Regions from separate parts of the Astyanax mexicanus genome. Here region 1 is linked to region 2. Evidence: chromatin contacts called from public Hi-C data. All regions are on one chromosome and are shown on one strand. Each heading gives the region's core, a stretch centred on a gene start, on an enhancer-like site or on the middle of the called end of the contact. The rest is flanking DNA. Distances are from core to core; before and after follow the strand shown.

What was found. A called contact is a pair of places that touch in the nucleus more often than the background predicts.
Region 1: a contact with region 2 is called in a Hi-C map of muscle, with 10 times the contacts expected there. The contact joins the enhancer-like site here to the promoter of lonrf2 in region 2. A contact is called at or near these places in 2 of 3 Hi-C or Micro-C datasets (blood and muscle).

The regions. Positions count from the first base shown.
Region 1 is chr21:22,459,382-22,462,081 of AstMex3_surface, forward strand. No RefSeq gene overlaps it. Among protein-coding and RNA genes, the nearest start is that of chst10, 11 kb to the right of the region's middle. Within about 2 kb of position 1,355, the one cell type or tissue checked has an H3K27ac peak away from gene starts, as active enhancers do.
Region 2 is chr21:22,423,677-22,426,376 of AstMex3_surface, forward strand. It overlaps lonrf2 (LON peptidase N-terminal domain and ring finger 2), which reads right to left and starts at 1,435. Exons shown (of 12, transcript XM_007259034.4): 1 at 1-1,435. The coding sequence starts at 12.

The DNA of each region.
Region 1 (2,700 bases), core at 105-2,604, 36 kb after region 2:
GTAACGAGTAACTATAACTAATTACTTTTTCAAAGTAACGTGCCCAACACTGCAAATAAATGAGTGAAGAGAAAATAATATAAATCAGTTCGCACTATAGTTGCTCATATCTATAGTGTCTTTCTGCAATGGCCCACATTGCAGTATTAATTCACTGTATAGTGCAGCACTAGTGATTTGCCTCGTCATGGGGCAGACCCTCTTATGCTGTTTTTCTTGGCACTTGTTCAGGTCAAGTGTTATTTTGTATGTGACTCATTCTCTTATGAAGCATGTTTTCATTCTGTAATTCCTTATAACGGGCTCTCATCACCCTGTTTCATCCTCTGCTTGGACGAGCCCGTTTACTCATACATATGCAGTACCCTTATAAAATACTTGAAAAATAAAAAAAACATTTGGGTCTGCAGAAGCTAGCACGTTTTGTCTGAACCTACCTCTTATTCTTATGAGAAAAAGTATTGAAACATGTGACTGTCAAATGTGTTGTTGCCCATGTGTGTACATTGTTACATTGATTATTCATACAACAAATAGTGTTAAATGGCTACACTTAGTTTCAGATTTGTTTTTTTTGTGCAGACAGTGCATTTATATTTAAATGAGTAGCCAACATAAAAAACAATGAGTTGTCTATCGGCAAAAACATTGTGAAGCTGAGAGAAGATAGAAAATCAATCAGAGCCATTGCACAAATGTTGGCTATAGCCAGTAAAACTGTTTAGAATGTTCTGAAGAAGAAAGTCATCACTGGTGTACTAAGTAACAGTTATTGAACAGGTAGACGGAAAGAAGGTCAATAGGAGTGCTACACAGTAAAGATGTTGTATAGAAAGACCCTAAAACAACTGTTAGTGTTGAGCATCTGCTGCCAGTTGTGTGTAGCACAGTTTTTGTTGTGCAAAATTTGAATTAGGTTGAATTCTCCCATGGAACTGTTAGCTCTGTGATATAAATCTGGTGAGTTCCTTGGTCTTCATGATGCTGTGTATTCACTAGTGTTCTCAACAAACCAATTACTAAATTACACCTAGCCGGACTCTATTAATTAAGTGACTTCTGAAGGCAATTGATTGCCCTGGATTTTATTAAGGGGTTTCAGAGTAATAGGGGGTGAATACTTTTGCATGTCACACTTTTTTTATTTGATTACAATTTTCTTTTTTTTGGCTTAATGATAAAATTAGTTCTAAGTTGCCTAAATGCAGTATTTAAAGTCTTATGGTCTTCTGAGGCCTGTTCTCAGTCTACACAATAGATTCTCTTTTACACAACACCTCCAACACCCCCTTAAACACACTGTTCTCAGACCACCGCCACTGTAGCAGGTGCAGCACATGCCTCGGAGGATGCGCACGTGACGATGCCACCACTGACAAAGGCCTCCACACTGGGGTGGTCAGTCTCTGCCTGTTGCATGTGAATGAACTCAGGCAACAGAGACCGAGGACTCCTTATATAAAACCACGTGGGCGGGTGGGACACTGTCTGGGAGTGGGAAGACTGTAAGAAATACCCAGAGTTATGAATGAAGATCACAAATCCACACATGAGAAAAACAGAAAGGAGAACACATGCAATATGAGAAAGAAAGAGAGAAAGAGAGAGAGACTGTTGCCATGGGAACATGTTTCACACGTAAAAGACAGGGGGGAGTATGGGGGTGGTTAGATATAACCGGATAAAAGTACATTCTGAATCGCTTTCACTTACCTGTACTATAAATAAATACACTATACTCCCCTTCACTATAAGTACACTATACAGTGGTGTAAAAAAGTATTTGCCCTCTTACAGGTTTCTTTTGTTTTTGCGTTTTTGACATACCTACATTTTTCAGATGATCAAAAAAATGTAATATAAGACAAATATAACCTGAGTAAATATAAAAAGCTATTTTTTAATTAAGATTTTATTTATGAAGGGGAAAAAAATATTCAAGCCAATCTAGCCCTGTGTGAAAAAGTGTTTGCCCTCCATAAATGAACAATTTCTCTACTAACCACGACCAGGCCTGATTACTGCCAGACATGTGGAATTAAGAAATCACTTAAACAGAACCTGTCTGACAACATGAAGCAGATCAAATATGTCAAAAAGAGAGCAAATGGAGAAAACATGGAACACTGGTGAACCTTCCCAGTAGTGGCCGGCCGACCAAAATTACTCCAAAAGGGCATGGACAACTCATCCTGGAGGTCCCAAAAGAACCCAGAAAAACATTTAAAGAACTGCAGGTCTCACTTAACTCTCAGTTAAGGTCAGTGTTAATGATTTAATAATAAATAAGAAACTGGTTGAATATTCCAAGGCAAAGTTCCAAGGCAAAAAACACTGCTGACCAAAAATAACAAAACGGCCCATTTCACATTTGCCAAAAAACATCTCGATGATTCCCAGGGTAAATATTCTGTGGACTGACGGGACAAAAGTGGAACTTTTTGGAAGGTCTGTGTCCCGTTACATCTGGTGTAAAACTAACACATCACTTCAGAGAAAGAACATCATACTGAACTTAAAACATGGTGGTGGTTGTATGATGGTCTGGGGCTGCTTTGCTGCTTCAGGTTCTGGAATACGTGCTGTAATAGATGACAATCTATTACTATGAATAGACAATCCTGGAGGGGAAATTCCAACCATCTGTTTGTGACCTCAAGTTTTGCAGCAAGACAATGATCCAAAACACACAAACAAGTT
Region 2 (2,700 bases), core at 185-2,684:
GCTGGTTTCCATTATGATTTTTTAACTTAGATAACGCTAACCTAAATAACTGAGTTTGAACCACGAATGTGATTGAACAAAATAGTTAAATAGCTAGCTAAATTAATTTTTAAAAACTAAAAAAGTGCAGACGTTTTTAGCTATTTAGTTAGCTAGCCAACCTATGTAGTATTTTTTAGTTGGCAGCTTTCAGTCATGTAATTGAATATCTAGTTAACTAACTCAATCGCAGGTCAAGGTTCCTTTTAGCCTAGCACTAACCTTAATTAAGCTCAGCTCACACTATCGTGGACTACTTAACCACTTTAAACCCGAATTAAAACGGTTATTAACAATGATATCAACACCTAAATAAACACTATCTACTCTAGAGAAATAGCACAACACAGCCCAAGCCATTGAAGTTTCTCAGTTACATGTGTAGGCTGAACTGTGACTGTGGTAGGTGAGGTTATCAAGGCCCTGAAAGCTCCGGTGTCCTGTCAATTTGTGTTTTCTTGTTAAAGCGTGCTACCATAGTTTAAGTATATCCATAGGAGGATCTAAATAAACCCAAACTAAACAGTAGGGATGATATTTTGATAAAAGATAAACGCCACAAATCCCAAAAAAATGAAAATGTTCAACGCAAACGCGAAGAGGAATTTTAGAAAAAAATTAAATAAATGCATCCAATGAAAAAAACTAAACAATGTGTCAGCGCATGCGCAGTGTCAGTTACAAGCACATATTGAAGGGTAGCATAACTCGACAGAACACCGGTCCAACAGTTAACGTTAACTAGTTAGCTTGTGTTAATTTGGTAAAAAAAAAAAAGTTGTTACCTAGCTATAGTTTATCTAGTTAACCTACAAACAAAACTAGGTTTGCTGTTAAATACAAAAAACTAAGTGTTTCTTATTCAGTCTTAGCGTTTGAACAAGGTTAGTTACCTAACGTTAGCTAAAGGTTATAAGCTAGCTAGCTTACTAACAGGCTATAAACAAATAACACGAAGCAACCGACACGACGTAGCGTCAAGTTAACCGAACAACAACCAACAACAACAGCGGGTTTAACGTTCGCCCCGAGTCCTCACGTCTGTTTAAACGAGAAAGTAAAAACGTAGGAAGGTAAAAATGTTCGCCTCAGTGTTTTATATAAGATCTGAAGTCTCCAGTAAACTGTGCTCTGCGTAATCCGGCGAGCTCCCCCTTCCTTCTCTCAGGACCTGCGGCGCCGAGTTCAGCTTCCCCGGCCGCTCGTCTCTCCCCGCCGGTCTTTCCCCGAAACTCCGCTTTCCCATCCTGAACGGCGCGGGCGCCGACACGGCGAAGTCACCTCACACAAAAGGAAAACTAAGCTCCATCAAAAAGATACTTTTATAAAGCTGAATGGATCAGACGGACCCAGACACGACCGTCCTCTCGCTCAGTACAAAAAAAACACACCGAGCGCTACCGCCCGCCCACTTCTGGGCGACGCAAGGTGCACGTGATGCGAACGGCGCGCAGCCATTGGCTCGCTATGTGGCCCGCTTATATAACGACACAGGCAGTTGTGTAATGCTGACGGGATGCTCGACTCACTGCAGGGAATCGACTCTCTAGAACTGAGAGTTTCGACGAGCCGAGTCTGTTGAATGTACAGGTGCATCTAAAAAAAAATTAATATAATTGAAAAGTTACTTTATTTCAGTTATTGACACTATTTTAAGGGTTTATTTCTTTTATTGTTAATGGCTTACAGCCAATAAACCCAAAATTCAGTGTTTCAGAAAATGTGAATATTATATAAGAGCAGTTGGTACTTTTAGCAGTGTGGGCAGTGTGCCAAGCCCTGCTGGAAAATGAAATCTACACCTCTATAAAAGTTGTCAGCAGAGGAAAGTTGCTGCAAGATTTTCCAGGAAAACACTGCACTGACTTCAGACTAGATATAACAGTGGACCGACACTAGCAGATGACTTGTCTCTCCAAACCATCACTGATCATCAGTACATTTTGCATTTCATTTGTAAATCAAGGGACCAGAGTCTGGAGAAATAGTGGAGAGACACACAGTCCAAACTGCTTGAGGTCTAGTGTGAAGTTTCCACAATCAGTGATGGTTTGGAGAGTCATGTCATCTGCTGGTGTTATTAATTCCAAAGTCAGTGCAGTGTTTTCCCAGAAAATCTTACAGCAACTCATCCTTTCCTCTGCTGACAACTTTTATGGAGGTGTAGATTTCATTTTCCAGCAGGACTTGGCCCACACTGCCAAAAGTACCAATTGGTCTTTTATAATATTCTTATTTGCTGAGACACTGACATTAGGGTTTTCATCGGGGGTGCTGTTATCTTGTGGTTTCTGAGGCTGATAACTCTAATGAACTCATACTGTGCAACAGAGATAACTCTTGGTCTTTCTTTCCGGGGTCCTGATGAGAGACAAGTTTCATCATAATATTTTAATGGTCTTTGGGACTGCACTTCTGTTTTTAAGTTCTTTCATTTTTTGCATTGACATTTTGTAAGTATTTTTTCTTTACTTAGTTTAGTATTTCTTGCCATAATATGGATTAGAATGTTACTCAAATAGGGCTGTTCACTGTATACCAACTCTACCTCTTCACAACTTTACAACTGATGCTCTCAAACACATCAGGAGGGCAAGAAACTCAAACAAGAGGTATCTACTTTGTAGTTTCTAAAATATAAAACATGTTCTGGATTGTGTA